4 separate regions of the Mus musculus genome follow, and all the other regions are linked to region 2. The links are chromatin contacts, called in public Hi-C and HiChIP or PLAC-seq maps. All regions are on one chromosome and are shown on one strand. Each heading gives the region's core, a stretch centred on a gene start, on an enhancer-like site or on the middle of the called end of the contact. The rest is flanking DNA. Distances are from core to core; before and after follow the strand shown. Region 1 has its middle 87 kb from the start of Gm40292. Region 2 holds the start of Hs3st1 (heparan sulfate (glucosamine) 3-O-sulfotransferase 1). Region 3 overlaps 4930513D17Rik (RIKEN cDNA 4930513D17 gene). Region 4 has its middle 100 kb from the start of Gm25377.

Evidence for each region. A called contact is a pair of places that touch in the nucleus more often than the background predicts. HiChIP or PLAC-seq counts read pairs in DNA pulled down with a chosen protein or histone mark.
Region 1: an H3K4me3 HiChIP or PLAC-seq map of the 230-238 cell line shows a contact between it and region 2, with 19 read pairs. The contact joins the enhancer-like site here to the promoter of Hs3st1 in region 2. A contact is called at or near these places in 1 of 15 datasets of contacts at CTCF or cohesin (pro-B cells), 2 of 484 Hi-C or Micro-C datasets (both in nephron progenitors) and 6 of 115 datasets of contacts at active chromatin or transcription factors (the 230-238 cell line, a colorectal cancer cell line, extraembryonic endoderm stem cells and 2 more).
Region 3: a contact with region 2 is called in a Hi-C map of cerebellum, with 1.6 times the contacts expected there. The contact joins the enhancer-like site here to the promoter of Hs3st1 in region 2. A contact is called at or near these places in 1 of 39 promoter capture datasets (cancer-associated fibroblasts), 1 of 15 datasets of contacts at CTCF or cohesin (pro-B cells), 6 of 484 Hi-C or Micro-C datasets (brain, cerebellar granule neurons, cerebellum and 3 more), 2 of 115 datasets of contacts at active chromatin or transcription factors (the 230-238 cell line and extraembryonic endoderm stem cells) and 1 of 9 other capture datasets (adipose tissue).
Region 4: an H3K4me3 HiChIP or PLAC-seq map of neural progenitor cells shows a contact between it and region 2, with 11 times the contacts expected there. The contact joins the enhancer-like site here to the promoter of Hs3st1 in region 2. A contact is called at or near these places in 7 of 484 Hi-C or Micro-C datasets (the C2C12 cell line, the Patski cell line, embryonic fibroblasts and 2 more), 5 of 115 datasets of contacts at active chromatin or transcription factors (the 230-238 cell line, extraembryonic endoderm stem cells, neural progenitor cells and 2 more) and 1 of 9 other capture datasets (macrophages).

Annotation. Positions count from the first base shown.
Region 1 is chr5:39,391,846-39,396,776 of GRCm38.p6, reverse strand. No RefSeq gene overlaps it. Among named protein-coding and RNA genes, the nearest start is that of Gm40292, 87 kb to the right of the region's middle. Within about 2 kb of position 1,281, at least 10 of the 459 cell types and tissues checked have an H3K27ac peak or open chromatin away from gene starts, as enhancers often do. A contact at or near this core is called in the 230-238 cell line and pro-B cells, where this site is marked.
Region 2 is chr5:39,642,001-39,646,676 of GRCm38.p6, reverse strand. Hs3st1 (heparan sulfate (glucosamine) 3-O-sulfotransferase 1) reads left to right here and starts at 2,046. Exons shown (of 2, transcript NM_010474.2): 1 at 2,046-2,260.
Region 3 is chr5:39,456,866-39,462,118 of GRCm38.p6, reverse strand. 4930513D17Rik (RIKEN cDNA 4930513D17 gene) reads left to right here. Exons shown (of 6, transcript NR_045416.1): 6 at 1-370. Among named protein-coding and RNA genes, the nearest start is that of Gm25377, 62 kb to the left of the region's middle. Within about 2 kb of position 3,893, at least 3 of the 459 cell types and tissues checked have an H3K27ac peak or open chromatin away from gene starts, as enhancers often do. A contact at or near this core is called in cerebellar granule neurons and cerebellum, where this site is marked.
Region 4 is chr5:39,414,454-39,419,079 of GRCm38.p6, reverse strand. No RefSeq gene overlaps it. Among named protein-coding and RNA genes, the nearest start is that of Gm25377, 100 kb to the left of the region's middle. Within about 2 kb of position 1,844, at least 26 of the 459 cell types and tissues checked have an H3K27ac peak or open chromatin away from gene starts, as enhancers often do. A contact at or near this core is called in neural progenitor cells and stem cell-derived neural progenitor cells, where this site is marked.

The DNA of each region.
Region 1 (4,931 bases), core at 32-2,531, 250 kb after region 2:
TTTACATAACAATAACAGATGTATGTGCAGGAAGAGGACAGTAGAAACTGTACCCAGAAATCTGCACAGGCTGGCACAGAAAAGCAAGGGGTGGAGAAAGGTATGCACAAATAATAATGGAGACTCAAGGAGATTGATCCATCCATAATATATGGAAAAGAACAGGATTATAACATACTCCTAATCATAGAGTTATCTCTCCTGCCCCCAAACCTGACTGTTAGTGGTGATGTACTAAACACTTCAGGAAAGAATGTCAAAGAGTGACTCTCCAATGGTGTAATTGTAGACACTAGGTGGAGCAGCTTAAAGGCATTCATTTCAGGAGTCACTGCCTCAGGTTTCTTAGGTGACCCCCAGGTAGATATCAGTGATTTCTCTACTCTTAGGCCCTGTACCAGTCAGGTGCTCAAAACTGTTGAAATGAAATACAGCAAAAAAAGAAATATTCAAATTACACTTTTGACTTTACTTGTGGGTAATTTATATATTTATTTATATTTATATTTGAAAACAAACTTTTAAAATATTTGTTGTATTAGATCATTGATTTTCTTATCTAGTAGTTTTGGCTAAAAGAAAAGCATATATTTTTCTTTCTATTACACATTTTTCAACAAAAACTATCTTAGATTGCATTCTTGCAAAAGCAATTATAATTTTTAAATTAAATTAAATACTTAATTAACAATTTTAAATTGCATTATAGTTACAATATGAAATTAAATTAAAACATTAAGCTGTTTGTAGAGTATTAAGCAAGAAAATGCACAAAATCTACTTTTGAAAAATTAGGAGAACAAAATTACCAATATTTGTGATTATGGGTGCTAATTTAATAGAAACCCAATTTTCTTTCCCATGAAGCCTACATTTTCATTTGGAAGAGCAACTCACAAAAATCTAGAAACATTTTGAAAACTTCTTTCTCCCAGGGCTTCACACATTTCATTAGGACACCCAGAGGTGACAGGTGACCTGCTCTCCTCCTCCCTCCTAGCTCTCCAGACAAGTCCCAGGTGACTTGCTACCGGCCCACCTCAACACATCCTCTGAGAGAGTCCACCCCCATCACCTTGGGAGTTGGCCTCTTGATGTGGGCACAACACTCCTTTCATTTTTTTCTACTACCACTTTTTACCCCTTTTTTTCTAGTTCTTCATTTCTTTGTGACTCCTCAGTGACACACAGAACTACTTTCTACCAGAGATCCAAAGTCACTTGGGTGAGACTTAGGTTCCCCACAGCTATTATACTTGCTAAGGCCTAGCTTGGGGAAACCACAACAAAAGGATGACACACCCGGCCATCAAAGGCTAGACCAGCTGTCTCAGTTACAGTTACTATTGCTATGATGAAATACTATGACTAAAAATGTGAGTAAGGGAGGGAAGGATTTATTTGCCTTAGACTTCCATATCACTGTCCGTTATTGAAGAAAGTCAGGGCAAGAACCCAAATAGTGCAGGAACCTGGAGACAGGAGGTGAATAGAGACTATGGAGTGGTGCTGTTTACTGACTTGTTTTCCATGGCTTGCTAGCCTGTTTTCTTATAGAACCCAGAACTACCAACCCAGGAATGATGCTACCTACAAAGGGCTAGGTCCTCCCACATTGATTATTACTTGAGAAAATACCTTACAGCAGGATCTTATGGAGACATTTTCTCACTTAAGGTTCCCTCTTTTCAGATAACTCTAGTTTGTGTGTGAAGTTGGCATAAGATTAGCCACCCCAGCATGTATCTCTGTCAAGAAATACCTCAACCATCATAACTGTAGATGCCTAGATGTCAGCACAAAATCACAAATGTGAACATTCAGGACAATAAGCCTCTTCTAGAAACCAGCATTTTATTATAATAATAGACCCTGAAGAAATCAATTTAGATGAAACTCAAAAAAGGTATTCAAAATAGCAGTTATCAACCTTAAACAAGAAATGAATAAACGCCTTAATGAATATGATGAATACACAAACAATTGAATGAAAAAATTTTGAAAAAAATTAAAGACTTAAAATGGAACTTAGCATAGAAATAGAATTGTAAAAAAAAAAAAAAAAACAAAAACAAAAAAAACAAAAACAAAAACAAATTGAGATGGGTCCCTGTAACTCCTTTCATGGGTATTTTGTACCTAATTCTAAGAAGGAGCAAAGTATCCACACTTTGGTCTTCCTTCTTCTTGAGTTTCATGTGTTTTGCAAATTGTATCTTGGGTGTTCTAAGTTTTTGGGCTAATATCCACTTATCATGTGACTTCTTTTGTGATTGGGTTACCTCACTCAGGATGATACCCTCCAGATCCATCCATTTGCCTAAAAATTTCATAAATTCATTCTTTTTAATAACGGAGTAGTACTCCATTGTATAAATGTACCACATTTTCTGTATCCATTCCTCTGTTGAGGGGCATCTGGGTTCTTTCCAGCTTCTGGCTATTATAAATAAGACTGCTATGAACATAGTGGAGCATGTGTTCTTATTACCAGTTGGAACATCCTCTGGATATATGCCCAGGAGAGGTACTGCTGGATTCTTTGGTAGTACTATGTCCAATTTTCTGAGGAACCGCCAGACTGATTTCCAGAGTGGTTGTACAAGCTTGCAATCCCACCAACAATGGAGGAGTGTTCCTCTTTCTTCACATCCTCGCCAGCATCTGCTGTCACCTGAATTTTTGATCTTAGCCATTCTGACTGGTGTGAGGTAGAATCTCAGGGTTATTTTGATTTGCATTTCCCTGATGATTACAGATGTTGAACATTTTTTTCAGGTGCTTCTCAGCCATTCGATATTCCTCAGTTGAGAATTCTTTGTTTAGCTCTGTGCCCCATTTTTAATGGGGTTATCTGGGGACCCATCCCATATTCAGCCACCAAACACAGACACTATTGCATACACCAGCAAGATTTTGCTGAAAGGACCCTGATATAGCTGTCTCTTGTGAGGCTATGCCAGTGCCTAACAAACACAGAAGTGGGTGCTCACAGTCAGCTATTGGATGGAACACAGGGCCCCCAATGGAAGAGCTAGAGAAAGTACCCAAGGAGCTGAAGGGGTCTGCCACCCTATAGGTGGAACAACAATACGAACTAACTAGTACCCCCAGAGCTCGTGTCTCTAGCTGCATATGTAGCAGAAGATGGTCTAGTTGCCCATCATTGGGAAAAGAAACCCCTTGGTCTTGTAAACTTTATATGCCCCAGTACAGGGGAACAGCAGGGCCAAGAAGTGGGAGTGGGTAGGTAGGCAAGCAGGGTGGGAGGAGGGTATAGGGGACTTTCAGGATAGCATTTGAAATGTAAATGAAGAAAATACCTAATAAAAATTGGAAAGAGAAAAAAAAACAAATTGAAATAAAACTAAAAATAAAAAGCCTATGAAATCAAACTAAAAGCTCAAAGATCAGCATTGCCTAAGGATGAAAATATGTGGAAGATAGATAGAATCTCATGTCTCCCAAACAATGTAAAAGAGATAGATGAGTCAGTAAAAGAAAATGTTAAACCTAAATAAATACAGGTACAAAACCTTACAATAGTCTGGGACACTATAAAAAGGACCAACCCTATGAATAGTAGGTAGAAAAGAAGGAGAAGAAACTGAAGTCAAAATCATAGAAAATATATTCATCAAAATAGTAGAAGAGAATTTTCCTAATTTAATAAGATGCTTATCAAGGTACCAGGGACACATAGATCACCAGATAGACAAAATAGAAGAAACTCCCTAAGACACATAATAGTCAATATACTAAATGAACACAACAACAAAGGATATTAAAAGCTGCCAGGGGAAAAGATCAAATGACATATACTCAGTCCCCATTAGAATAACTCATGGCTTTTCAACAGAGACTCCTCAAACCAGAAAGACCTGAAAGTAACCAGTCACTTTTTCATAGGACTCTTTATGTGAGATGGAACCCACACTTGACACTGCTAAGTGACCAAAAACCTGAGAGTAGATAGGTCATGACCCAAGACGGGTCATTGGATGCTGGGTGCAGCTTGCATGCTCTAAGCTTTCTTCTTTCTCCTTCTGCTTCCAGCCATCACCCTACTCAGTTGCAAGTGAGTCAGGACCAAGTTTGCATTCTGGGTTTCTTACTAGAAGCCCCATGATGAGAGTAAACGTTTCATTGAATGCTTAGGAAATCAGTCGTTTGAGAAAGCTCTCCACACTTTCTACAATAATGCAGTCGCTCAATTTCTCAGTAGGATCTTGGCTATTTGCTCAGAATCACATTCTCTTAGCATTTAAAGGTTGGGAAATAAGGCCTGTGTCAGGGTGTGGTCTCCCCAGGCTCTTTGAAAGAAGGCTCTATCACTTCCTCCCGCATTGATCAAATGTCATGACAATTATACTGCTTCTGGAAATAGCTCTGGCATTTTTTGAACGTGCAAAGTTTCGAGGCTGCTGTCAAATGCATGTCTGCTTTTCTCTTCTCAAGCTCCTCCTGGCTAAGGCCTTCCATTAGTTAATTTGCTCCAGGGCTGAGCTAACCAGCCTTTCTGCAGCTTCTTGTCTGAGTTCCAAATGGACTGAATGGGGATAAGTTGTTGGAAGTTGGATGTTTCTCTGTACAATCTGGGTGTTCAAATAGTGTTGCCCACTGTCCTAGAGAGTGATTGATTACAATACCTTCCAAATACAGACTATACATTTCACTAATGGACTGTTTCTTCCCGTTAGGTGATTAATGGGAATGTTAGATAGGACTCATAGATTCCTCCCACCTATATCTCACATTTTTCTTCCTATCACCCTGTTTTTATCTCCTCAGTCATTTTTTCAATCAACAACCATTTCTCTGTGGGTGGGAGACAAGTCTCACACTCAGGCATGCTGAGAAGGGTGGATAGAGCAGAGGCTCAGGCTCTCTGTGACAGAAACCTGTGTCTACATGGAATTTAAGTATAAGTT
Region 2 (4,676 bases), core at 797-3,296:
CCAAAACAAAAACAAACAAACAAACAAAAAGACAGCCAGAAAGCTCATTGGTATTTTTATTTACCTAAATCTAAGAACATTGACTATTGATCAATAAATATTTGATAATATTGGTGTGGATGCGCAACTGTAAGGTCAGTGCTCCAATTCCTATCACTTGCTGAATGTGCATGGAGTAGGTTCTGCCAAAGGTGAGTAACAGAGACTCTGAACTGGGGCTGGGGTTTTCATTTCTTTTGAGTTTTTTGTGGCAGGAAATAAAGAAAGTTGGTTAACTGGCCTCTGACTTCCAAGGTATGAATAGAAGAATTCTTGCAAATCTCCTTTTGTGTCTCAGGGATGGCTTGTGTACTTCATACCATGTATTGGGCATTGAAACACATTTGACCCTTCATGAAGGAAAAATAACCTCAACCAACTTAGGACACCAACACCCCTCCCACCCTGTGTTGAAGGATTCCTCATCTCCACTGTGCTTGGCATCTGGAAGAAGCTTAAAGTGACCATAACTGAGAGTTGGCAGCCCTTTTAATCTGAACTCTCCATTTAATCACAATAGATATTTGTGGGATTTTACCCAACTTCATAGAATGAGAGAAAAAGTATGTATCTAAATCTAAAGTAAACTTTAAATTGACTTTTCCAAATGCAGATTTAAAGTGGCTTTTGTGAATGCACTTTTTTTTTTCCTTTTTAACCTGAAATGGGCATATCAACTTTACATTTATTCAAAGAATAAGTAGCCAGAATCATTAAATTTTCTAATAAGTTATCATTGAAAAGGAAAACTTGGCTAAGCTCTCCAAGATGTTGCCTGCTTTATAAGCCACAATAAACTGGGCATCCGTTTGCCTTCTAAGAGGACTGACGCTAATCTTTGCACCAGCTACGAGGTCAATTTCCCAAAGGAATTTTCCCCCTTAGATAGGAAAATGTTGATTCTAGAAATATAGATGGTAAATATTTATATTCTGAGTTTTAAGATATGGAAGATATTAAAGTAGCTAAAAGAAGTTCTTTTGATTTGAATTTGGTTACTTCTTTCTTATTCCTTTCACACACACACACACACACACACACACACACACACACACACACTCTCTCTCTCTTGCCTGCTCCTCTTTTCTTCTGGTAACCTGCTTTGGAAGGCGACTTGCTCTGGGCTGAAGCAATCCAGTGTCTCCAAGGAGATTCCAGCTCCTTCGCCCTCCAAATCTTAAACTGAGTCACACTATGCAGGTTGGCTCTCTCACAAAACCTCTCAGCTTTGGAACGCAGGAAAAACTTGATTAGTTTCAGAGGTGAAATTTGCCAACCTAGTTACTTTTGCTAAAGGAAAGCTGAATTCTTCGGGCTCGCCTTAAGTCGGTCCTTTTGAGGTGAAACCGAAGGAGAGAGGGTTTTGGAGAGAGGGTTTTTCCGTGGCGACAAAGCACACTCTGAAGCCACCTCTTCAAGTGGCTCCTGTCCCTGCTGCAGCGCAAGATGGAGCTACCGGCTCCAGAGACCTCCCGGTCTGTGCACCGAGCACAGGCGCCTAAAGCGAGTCACCTGCTGGTAAGGAACGCTGGGTGGGAACACACGTGGGTACTGCGAAGGTCTTGGGGACCACGCAGAATTTATGAAAAGGATAACGGTCATATGGGCCCAAGGTTCGGACCCAGAGGGGTCAGGGAGCCGACCAGGAGTCCAGGGTTTGCAAGGTGGATAAAGTCACCCAAGCCACACGCCCCACCCTCTAGACTGCGCTGGTCTCTCCCTTTAGACTAAAATCCGAGGAGCCGAGGTACTGGGTGAGCGGAGCCGGCTCCTTCGGGACCCAAAAGCGCAGAAATCGGGTGCTTAACTGGCTTGCTGGAAGTCGGCGCTCAGGGACTCGCTGGGAGGCGGGACTCGGGGCAGTACCAGAGCCAACAAGGCAGCAGTGGGCGCTCGAGATCCTCTTCTGCCCTCCGCGCTCTCCCCGAGCTCCGGCCTCCACTGTCCCCTCCTCCGGCTCCTGCTCCTCCTCCTGCTCCTCCCATCCGTAGAACCGGCACCAAAACGCCTGCCTGCAAGGTCCTCAGTGCGCTGCAGCCCGGAGCTGCGGTCACCGCCGGGTCTCTCTCGGTGAGTGCCTGTGTCCCTTCACCGCTCGCCCGTCCCGGGGTGAGTGTGAATTTGCTCCAAAGGGCGCAGGTACTTGGCGGCGGTGCTGCCCATGGCCCGGCCGGAGAGAGGATTGAGGGCGCCGGACCGGCTGGACGGGTACGCGACTCAGGTGAGCGCGGAGCGTGAGGGGTGAGGGCTGCCTAGGCACCTTCTTCTGGTATTCCGACTAACTCAAGTGCAAAGCCCAAGGTGAGATAAGGCTAAAGCAGGTAGAACACACTCCACTGGAGGCAAGACTCGGGGTTATCTGATTCTCCTGTCTCCTGCTCCGAAACCTCACCTCTAGAATTCGCGAGATGGACTATAAGGTACCAGACTTTCTGACTCTTAAAAGACTGGATTTATGTCCCTAGATGACTCGAGAGGGTCGTCGCTGCCCGTTGCTCGGCGCCACAGCTTCTCTCTAGGACCTTGGGCAACTGCAGCTAGAGTGGAGCGCTGGCTGAGCCCGGGTACCACCTAGGGCGGAGAATTGGGCCAGGGGACAGCTAACAGGAGTCCCTCTGGAATGGGGCATCTCGGGTGTGGAAGCCTTGGTCTAGTTTGCCTTTGCATTTGGTAGCAATAATGGGGAGACTGAGCATCTCCCGGGGTACTCGAAGAAGAAGGTGACAGGCAGGACCTTAGGTATTAAGACAGCCAGTTACATACGGCTGTTATTTTTTTTTTTTTTTTTCGTGTTACTTTTTTACTTTTTTCCCACCTCGGCTTCTATTTCGAGTACCACCGATAGAGGAGGCGGATGGGGGAGGGTAGTGGATAATGGATGTCCGTACACGAACCTGGGAAGCTTGTATTTAGAAAGTGCACAGCTCGCTCGGAGCCTGACCTCTTCAGGTGTGCCATACACACCCGCTTTTTTAGAGCAGTGGACTCCGCTGCTTTCCTCTGGACCCTGCCATTCCTGGAACTGGAAAGCCAGCTCTCCGAACCTGGGGCTCAAACCAGTAGTAGGATGGAGAAGCCAGTGCTGGAGCCAGATGCCTACCAGGGATTGGTGGGCTGTGCCAGACTTAGCAATTATTTGTGGGTGCCTCCGACTCTTTATGGCACAATCTAAGCTAAAGGAGGCACTTTATTTTCCTTGCACACACGGGGTTCTCCTCTGGATCAGGAGTAGCACCCTTCCTCGCCAACCCCCACAACACAACGCAGAAGCTGTGGTATTCTTGCTTTGCCTTGCGCGAGAGACTTACTCCTCCTCTTCCCTCCGCGTTATCCCGGGGCTATTTTTATACTTAACTATGCTAAGATGCTTTTGGGGGGATCCCAAGGAGCCAACTCTGCATCCACAGTCTTGAAGCTGCTTTCCCAGAGGAGGTCTCTTGTTAGCCAGGAGCTGGGGTGAGTAGAGGAGACCGTGAATAAGGGAGAGGAGAGAGTTCGCCCTTGCTTCAGTCTGAGCTCAGCATTCTCAGGAAAGTACCACCAGCACCCAGGCTGCCCCACCTCCCAGCCATTTCCCCAATCCGGGTGGGAGCAGATCTCCAGCGCAGTCCCCAGGTGCCCCAGCCCTGGGTATTTGACCAGCTGCTTTGGGGGTGGGGGTGGGGGACACAAGGTACTGTGGTCTCAGCTTTGCTCCCAAAGCTCACTGTATTTGTTGAAATTCAATTACCAGCTTCCACCCAGGAGTTTATTCCAGGAATTCTATATTTAACTTTATTTTTTTTCACAAAAGGAGATTGAGATAGCTCAACTCTGCACCCCCAACCCCCACATTTCTGAAGTACTAATTCCTTTTGACACCAGGAATTAGTCTTGCTTTCTACTTTCCCAGCAAAAGTGAGTACAGTTAGAATTATTCCGACCTTCTAAAGTTCCAAATGAATGCTTAAGGTACAATGCATTGGACTGCCCTTCCTTATTTTCAACATGGTTAGATTTTTACATTCACTGAATTGGGAAAATAACATTGATATGGACTGTTGTATTACGTAAGGTTACACACACACACACACACACACACACACACACACACACACACCTCCACGGCCATGTATGAGAAGGTGAACTTTTAAAAGAGCCCCTTTGGCATCAGTTACCCATCTAAGTCTTGTTCGACAGGGATGGACAACTTCCTGACTAAGCACTCTTAAGTCTCTGCAGTTAATTAGCCAGCAGCCAGAGATGTCTTAGTGAGCAGGACTGAGCTATGATTCTGGGCTTCACATCCTCTCCTAAGCTGCTGTGCACGCAATATACCATGTCTTAAGACGGAAAGTTTTGGACAGGTGATCTGGTGAGAAAGTGGTGCCTTGATCTTACAAAGGGGATTTTGGACATGTGGAGGGCCCTTGCTGCTAGTGTGGGGTGGGGGTGGTGGGGTGGTGGTGGGGCATAACCTTTATCTCTCCAGCAGATTATAGCCTTCCTACACCTTGATAAGCAGAGTGAGCTTTGCCTTACACAAACTCGTCTATATAGCTGGGACTTGTGTTTTCATCCTCAAAAGAAGAAATTCTCAGCCTTGAAAAATCCCAGGGATTCTCGGAAGGGGGAAGATTCACAGGAGCTTTTCCTGT
Region 3 (5,253 bases), core at 2,644-5,143, 190 kb after region 2:
ACTTTCCTGCTTTTTACCCTAATAGCCACAATGGGGTTGATCATAACTTTGCAGCTCCCAAAATGTGAATGTGGCTTGAAGAGTTCTATGGCCATCTCATCGACCAGATCATAAGAGGGCAAGGTTGTTTCTGAAAGATGACAATTTAATAATTTTGCCCATTCTGTCCATCAGCCCTCTCAGAATGCACTTGCACACATATTTCAATTACAAATGGCAACAAATGTACTATATTTTGCTACACTCTTTTGATAAAAACATTTTCATTTTCTTTCCAAATTTAACAAACAAAAATTCCTACTGGTAAGTGTGCCTCCCTCTGGTAGACAATTGCCTATCTTTGTCTTATGTTAATTACACTTTCAAATTTAGTTACAGACTCAACTTTTATTTTCAGAAGAGTCCAAATAATTTGGTAAAAAAAAATAAGTAAATAAATACAACCCCCAGTAAAATTATCTATGCCAATAAATTGAAAAGGAGAAAAGAAAAAAGATTAGGACTGTGAATATACAGAAGCAAGCGTCTGGAAATAAAGTTGTGTATTAGTATGGCAACAGGGATGAGAGGCTGAATCTCAAGGGTCCAATCATTTTTTTAGTTTTCTTTGTTTGTTTGTTTTTTGGTTTTGTTTGTTTGTTTGTTTGTTTGCTTTGATTTGCTATAATTTTACACAGTCTGCTATTCTTGACCATGGGATTACAAAGACGAATAGGAGAAAACCTAGTGGCTCTAGAAATTCAAAGGATAGGAATCAGCCTATAAAGTGAACACAGCTGTTCCGACATCTCATAATAAAGACTTCAAGCCACAATCACTCAGGAAAATTAAAAAGCTCTTTACATCTAGAAGGAACACTTATACATATCATATAACAGCCATATATATACCAAATGCCGGGCTTCCACACTTCATAAAACACTAATGAACATAAAAGATGAGGTGAGCCCTATTGCAATAATAATGGCTGGCACTGACAAACCAATCTCATCACTAGATAGATCATCCAACCAAAATATTAATGGAAAGACCTCAAAGCTAAACTGTCCCGCAGATAAAATGGCATGATGCATATACACAAAGATGCATTCTGTTCCAATCAAAGGAAAAGCAATACAGATTCCTCTCAGCAGTCCAAAGAACCTTCTCTAAAAGAGATTGTAGGCCATAAATCAACTCACTCCTACCAAATACAAGGAATGCAAAGAGTTTACTGTATTTTTATCAGATTATACTTCAATAAGATAAAGTTTATAACATGCAAAACCCACAGAAACTGTCTTAAAAAAACAAAATTGATCAAAAGCATTACTGTAAGATATGAACATTTGAAAACAAAGGAAAACACGTCAAGGTACTGGATGTGTAGTAAAGTGGTATCATGCTTGCCAAGGGTGCACAAAACACAGAAATCAATCTCCAGAACAAACAAGAGCAAAACAAACAACAACAGCAAAAACCTACTGCAAGAATCAACTATAGTCAAGACCTTCAATAACACAGGAAACAAATGAGATTACATAAGACTATGATGCTTCAGAACAGCAAAGGAAACAATCACCAAGAAACAGAAAGCTATATAGAATAAGCAAAAGAGTCTTTGCCCATTCACACATCAGTCAGAGGATTAATATCCAAGATATATGAAGAGCTGCAAAAAGGAAACATCAGCCAAACTCATCTAATCAATAAATGAACTAATGAACTGAGCACACATTTCTGACAAGAAGAAACACTAATGGCCAATAAACATATAAAAGGATTTTCAACTTCTTTAGCCATCAGAGAAATTCAATAAAACTGTTTTGAGATAAAGTATGACACATACTTATGAAATTTTACTCAACTATTAGAAAAAGAACTCATGGCATTAGCAGGAAAATGGATGCAATCAAAAATAATCAGTGATATAAATTTGACTGATAAGGACAACTACACATTTTCTTTCATATGTGGAACAAAAATTTAAAATGAGACATGTCAGGGCTAATGAACTAGCTTAGTGGTCAAAAACACTGACTTGTTCTTCCAGGGACTCAAGTTTGATTCTCAACACCCACATGACACATGGCAATGCCCAACATCTGTAATTTCAGTTTCAGGTTGTCCTCTTTTGACCTCCTCAGGCACTCCTTGCACATGGGAACACACATACAAGCAGACAAAACACCCATACACAAAATTTAATTTTATATATAATATATAAATGTTCAAGAATCAAAAAGCAAAGAGACCCAGCTTTTGTCAGAACTTTTTATCCAAGAATCAGAAATCCTGGACTCAGTCGAAGAATAAACCTGTAAAGGTAAGCAGATGTTACCTCTGGTCTAGTTAACTAATTGTCCATCCAGGAAGAGGGAACCAGGTTAGTCAGGTAAGAATTTCATCAAACAGAGCAAAAGGAAAACTGGGTCCCAGTGCATGGTTGATTCCTCAGAAGAAAGCAGGATTAGGGCGTGCCATCCACAGTTGATTCTTCCATATTAGCTAATGACTGTTTTCATTATCCCCAGGAGAAATGGGGAGGAAAGATCACTCTATTAGCAAAATGCTTATTTAGTGGTAGACCTTTCACAGGGACAGTCTAACATATAGATTCCTACACTACAGCAGTTGTCCATGAATACATTGAGGTGATATTGATTGTGAGTAAGCAAAATGATGGATCTGCTAGATTTACCCATGAAACACTGTATACACATCAAAACAACACATGGCATCCGACAATGAAATACAGTTATATTGATCAACCAAACTAATACTAGTAAAGATCCAAAATTATTATAACTTGTTTGGGGAAATAGTTCAGTGAGTACGAGTAGTTGCTTTGAAAGCATGAGGACCAAAGATTCTTTCTTCTGTATACATGTGAAAGCTGGATACATGTATATGACTGTAACTCTAGTGTTGAGAGGCAGAAATAAAAGAAATTGGGGAAACTCCATCTTCAGTGAGAGACAGCATCTCCAGGAAATGAAGTAGGAAATGAGAAAGTGACAGAGCTGGGCTTGTAGCAGCCTTCTCTGGGTTCTACATAGAGAACACACATATGTGCACACACATGCTTACACATACATATATATATACATGAACAAAGTAACCTATCAGAATGGGCCACATCTTATCATCCCTTTGAAAGCTTTAGGATTAAACCAATAATAATAACTTTTGCTTAAGTCATAGCCTATTTGCTTTCTGCCAGAGGAGACATGTGAGTCTGTCATGAACAATGAAGATGTCACAATTTATGTGCTCTTGAGTCTAGAATCTTACCAAATGGAAATTTCAGTGCTTTCGGCAATGCTTTAGTTAAGGTCAGGTGGGTTATCTGTCCAACACCGAGTTCCTTAAAACTTCACAGATTATACATAAACACTCTGCCATTATAAAACCCAATTCAAGGTAGAAGGATTAATGTACAATGTAAATTTAATTACAGTTTTAGTCATACACACACACACACACACACACACACACACACACACACACACACACACACACACCCCTGCCAATTCCCGGAAAGAATTGAAACACTTCACATTAGGAACAAAACAAACACAGCTTATTCTGATGTTCTTGCTTTAAATCTCTCAACCCTGTATCTCTGCCAGGTGTGACAGCGCCTTTTATTTCAGCAATGAATACACAATGGCACTACTTCTTAGAAATCTTAGACCAAAGAGAAAGTCATCTCCCCAGCTATCCATTTCTGCAAACAACAGCTCCTTCTCAAATTTCCACTCCCTTCCTCTCATCTCAGATATAGCCTGTCCTGTTTTCCCAGGGTCTGAGTTTGGAAAGCAGCCTTCTTTTCACACAGTCTCAGACTCTGTTTTTAGTGACAATTGTTCTGTGTCCTCTGAAGATGGCCATCTGTTCACCTTGGCGGATGTGAGTATCTCATTACCTGTCAGGTTTCTAAGTTGGCTCCTTTATCCATAACAGTTTGATGCTTGTTGGTGCCAGTCTCCTTTTGGGTCAGGGAGGTGATTTCAAAGTCTCTCAGAGCTTCAGGAGATATACAAGCATCATCCTGATTGTGTGGACATCATTCACCTTCTGTGCATGTCAGTGGGCAACCCCTTCCTCACCAGATACATGTTGTGAATGCAAGCTAAACAAAAAAATCTTGACACCATTCCTGTTATTCTCTGGGTCCAAATAATACAGAGGGTAAAATAATTTAATAAACAGGTTGACTAAAATCCTGCTTTAAAAAAACTCATTATTTGCATCTCAAAATAAGTTTTGATAGATCACCAGTGCCAGGCTAGTTAAGCAGCCTAGACCAGTCTTTCTGTATTTGAGACTGCTGCCCTTATTGAAATAAGAGACAGGAGATAATTTCAGATCTCTGTATGACCTTAGAAATCATTCTAAATTCAGTTCTTGCCTTTTCTTTTTCCAAACTGGCAAAACATGTTATGAAGTAATGAAGTCACTTGTAATTCTAGTATAAATTTCAGCCTAAATCCAGTTTGCCAGAGGTTAGAATTAAGTGTGGAAACACTGAGATGAGGGGACTAGCATTTATTGAGAATTGGCTAGATATCAGTAATTCTTATAATAGGAATTCTTTTGATTATTGTGTCTGTTTATATGAGTCTTTATTTACAAGCAGGCAGCGAATCAGTTTTATCCACTTCCATTCAGCATTTAAGTGTATGTGTTTTTAAAACTGTTTTTTATATTTGTTCATCTATTCAATTGTTGTAAGGGGGAAAAAAGAGTGCACATGCCACTGTGCACCCAGGAACGTCAGAGGGCAACTTTTGGGAGTCACTTTGATTTTCTCTTTAAACCATATGTATCCCAGGTAATGTCTTGAAGGCAAGAGCTTTTCTGTGCTGACCCATGTTGCTTGTTCCAAGCTTATGTTTTTTAAAAAAAAAAAACAAAACTTGTGTTGTTTTGAACAGAACAAAAGAATTATTCTCCGGACACATCTTAAAGTGCACAATACTTGCTATCTATAAGCTAACTGTTGTGTGGAGAAACATACCAAACAACAACTCAGCTCCATGATGCCAACCCTGATCCTGCTAACTATCATATTTCTGAATGTGAATACTTTTCATTATACATATGAGAATCTATTATATATACACGTACTATACATACATTCATTCAGCATTTTGCCCCATTTAGTTCATTTTGAAGATCTCGAATGCTTACCCTTCTTACTGTAGAGATCAATGTTTTTATTTTTTAAAAGAGAAGTTGTATTTTATTATACATATATGAATGCATTTT
Region 4 (4,626 bases), core at 595-3,094, 230 kb after region 2:
TCCTGAGTAAGCCAGGCTCCTGTGAAATCCTACTGAAGTGATGGAATTGGGCATCTGGAGCTCAGCCAGCACTGATGTCAGCCTCCTCCCAGAATAATCCTTTCTGGGCTTCACTCTAATTTGATGCAAAGGGGATCCTACAACAGCCCCTGGCACCTCACTAACTTGAGAATTTAGTGAGCTAATGCAATCTCAAACACTGCCTGCCATCCAGTAAGATTGGAGTGAAGTTTGTTATTTTCATTTCTTTTCGATTATTGACCAAATATATACACCCCATTTATTTTTCAGTTTCTTTCACATAATTGTCAAAGAAACCTTCAAGTTTTCTAAATACCTCGTTGAATTCAAAAATACTTTCCCTCTCTATGTGTCCCTCATGTTAGCATCCATTACTCTGCCAAAAGTAGAAACTGTTTTATTAGAAAAGATTAATTCCTCTAGAATCTAAGGAGAATTTTCATCTCTACATCTTCAAATGTATTCTTATATTTATTCCACCTAAAAGTCTTTCTCATCATCTGGTCCCTCCTCAGATACATTAAGCTGTCATTCTGGGAGCTTCCATGTATTTCATATCCTTCAGTCACTCTATCTTGGCACATTTTGCTTTAGTAGAATTATAAACTTCAGCTCAGTAACTATTTAAGGAAAACTGGGGACTAAGGATGTAAATATATGAGTCGATGGGAGCATTCTCAACCATGCCACCACAGCTGCCCATAGTGGATGCCCCCACCTCTATGAAGGAGAGAGAGGGAGAGGGGAAGGGGGAGAGGATGGGGAAGAAGAGGGCTAGGGAGAGTGAGAGGGAGAAGGACAGAGAGAGAATTTGGGAAGAGAAGGTGCTGAGAGAGTCAGAGGGAGAGTTGTGGAAAGGTGACAAAAGTTAGATGTGGTCATGATTATATTTCCTTGTACACATGTTTCTAATTCTGAAAGCATAAAGTTGCAGGAAATTAGAGAATACATTTTATTCAGATTCTTATGGCCAAGAAAACTTTGTTGTTTCTCGAATGCCTTAATAATTATATACCTACGTTTAACAATGGTTCCAGTAGTACTGAGTGTGTATGTAAGGAGATCAATGAACTGGAAATTTCTGGCAATGACAAAGGCTTCGAAGGCCTGTTCTACCTGGAAGAAACCAGACTCATTTACTGTGTTTACAGGCAATGCATTCATATTACTTGAGAATAGTTTGGCCAGCTTTAATCTTAATCTGGCTTTTGTGTGTATTGACAAAGGAAGGCAAACGCTAAATAGAACACGAGGCAGCTCCTCCCAGCTCCCAGTTTCACAGCAACATAAAGTCACAGCTGATTTCCCGGCCCACGCATTGCAGGGATTACAGGGTGTGACAGCAAAGTGGTTTTTTGAGAAATGAGATGCTGCATACTTCATTATTTCCAATATTGCCACCCTGCCAGCAATTGCTATAAAAATGTCCTGAGTCCTGAAATGAGAGGGGGTGGATTTTCCCAACAGTCGCCAAGTGATATGGAAGCCCCCCCCCCCCCCGCCATGCTTGTACATTGCCCATTTGAGCTGTTGGCGTGGAGAGGGAAACATCAAGCGAAGCATTTATTAAGGGCCCAGCTGTCCTGGCTGCCACACAGATGCTGTGCAAACAGCCAGAAACAGAAACATCCCTGCTTCCCAGCCCAGGATCAATCAGGGCTGACAGTTCTAGGTTGAGGGTCCAGGTATGTCATTGCAGGCATGGATAGAATGGCTTACAAAAAGAACACTCCTCTTCCAATCCAAGTGCGACCCATGAGACAGCGATGAGATATTCAGCTAGTCTCTGGCTTTAAACACAATTGCATTTCTCTGGCTCAAGGCCCATAGCTTATGAGTCGCAGAGTCAGGAGCCAAATCTAAATCCTAGGAGTCTGCTCTCATTGCTGTTGCTCATATCCTGCTAGGGACCATCCCCACACATTTTACAAGTTAAATCTTTGTATAAGTGCACTCGCAACTGGCAAACTTCAGAACCATAAGACTTTAAATCAGAAAAACACCTGTGATTCTGCACCAACAACTTATTTATAGAGGATCCGAGCTTCCTGCAAGGTCTACTACATTTCATTGGTGACAGAGCTGGCCCTGGGTCCTAAGGTGGTTGAGAGTTCCCATGTGTTGCATTTGCATTTGAATTTGGAATGTGAAAAGCCTCCTTGGGTTTCTTTTTTCCTAGTTAGAGAGAGTTCTCATTGCTTCTCTTAGTACTTGTCAGGCAGCCTGAAATATGTGCTGCCTGCAGAAACAGGGAAATAGGGGCTTCAGCTGGGAGAATGGAATTTTGCCCTTAGAAACAGAAAGCCAGAGAGTATGAAGTCAGCTCAAATTCCCATTCATAAGAAATTGACTTGGCTTTTCTCACCTAGGAACAGTCTCAACACAGCCACTCACACAACGAAGTCATGAATAAATTTAAACCATACATAATTTCAAGCTATAACTGGAGCACCAGAGTTACTAAAAGAACAGCCACATCAGAGAAAAAGTTGGGGAGTTTACAGTTTAAAATCTGGGGACAATTAAAATTAGATCCACAGAGTATTGGTACATGTTGAATTGAAACAGGCTTTTTGCAATCCTTCACTGAAAGGGACATAATTAAAAGCTCTAGAAAGTTCTTTCTGCAACAGGTTTGCTAAGAAGATCACATCAATGGGAGGTCAAGGCAGAGGACTTATGGGAAAGATAAGTAATTCTAAGGTTGTTTGAAAAGTCCACATGGACACCTACTATATATAAACTTAGTATTCATATTTATGTGAACGAGTTTAATTGGAAGTCCTACAAAGAGGTCTATGCTTATCCCAGAAGTCATAGGCTATGAGTGAGAGAGACAGACAGACAGACAGACAGACAGACAGACAGAGACAGAGAGACAGAGAGACAGAGACCAGAGACAGAGACAGAGAGAATGAAAGAAAAATGCAGTCCCAGGTGTAGGATACCTACCCTTGAGGTATTGATCAGGCAAGGTTGTCATAGACAGCCCCAGAACAATGTAGAATATTGCCGTAGCTCTTGGTGGCCAATCAGAACTTGATGACCCCATTGCTAAAGGAACCACACACATGGGTCACAGGACATGGAGAAATCAAGTCAGTATTGACCAGGAAGCCTCCTACCTACCAGCTAGTTCTTGTGGTACCGAAAGATAAACAATCCGATGTGAGAACAAGGTGGAAAGCATCAGCAATAGTCTGATCCAGCTGTGAACGGAACTGGCATGACAAGATGTGTATATGGGTGCAAAATAGAGGCATGAATGCTGTGTGCATAATAAACTGCTTTCTGACTGGATTTATGACCTGTGCCAGAGGAAGAAACATGCCTGGCACTGCCAACTTAATTGGGAGTTCAGACTCCAGGTGTGAACCTCTTACTATTATTTTGCTGAATGGACATAGTATTAAATGTTCTTTAAATTCACATCTTCTTACCTATAAATTATTCAGTTTCCAGACCTCATGAGAGAAGTTTCATTGTGCAGTAGATAGTGTTTAACACAAAAACTCATAACTGGTCAAAGTGCACAGAAAAATGACTTCCATGTGCTCAACCACAGATGGAAATTTTATAAGATCACCTTCGAAAGACTCAGGGACCAGTGTGGAAGATGAAGTTAAAAGATTGCATGATTCAGAGGACTGGAGCAGAACAGTATCTGTAATGACAGGATCGCTGCACTCTCAACTTGCAGAGACTGCGGTGGAATCTACAAGACCTTCCTGAGATGAAACCAGTCATTGCAGTCAATGGAGTGTTAACAAAACCAATCAACCAAACAAACAAAAAGAAACCAAAAACAAAGCAAGAAAAAGGATATGACATTGAAGGGATAAGGAGATGGGGATACAGAGATGGGGATGGATCTAGGAAAAGTTTAGGGGGAGGAGACATGCAGGTTGATTATGACCAAAATATATTCTACAAAAATCTCGAAGATTTAATAAAAATATTTATTTCAAAAAACAAAACAAAACAAAACAGAAAGTGGTCTGGATTTTACATGACTGGAACAGACTAATCAGCCCCAAACTGGATTTTTGCTATAATTGAGTAGAAATAAACATATCTAACCTTAAAGGAACAAGAGCAAGATACCCAGGAAAGTACTCACTCACATAGGTACGTGTATCTATTCGTTTGACGAAGACCAACAGAATAAATTAAAATTTTGTTTTAACTTTTCTTCTAATCAGCATGAATATTCATGAGTCACAATGATACCACAGCAAGATTAATAAGGAACAGTTTCTTGCCCTCCAAGAATTCTGAACATAGCTAGCAAAATAGGCAGAGACTAAGTGATCAAATCATGCTGTAGAGAAATTTCTCGAAGATTGCCGGTTAAAATTTCATGGGTCTGAGGATTTAAATTGTGCAGGAGTTAGCAACCAGATGGGGATCAGATAAGACAAGGTAAGCACAAAGATTAGAATGGCATTTCAGAAAAAAGCCATTGGGGCTGCCAACATAGTGATCTCGAAGTGTCAACGTGTGCTCAGTGAACTGGGGTAGCAGGTATTCTCTGGGGCAAGAAGGATGAAGAACTGCAGTTGGTAGAATGGCTAGTGCATTGGGGAGCTGGTAGAGAAGTTCTGA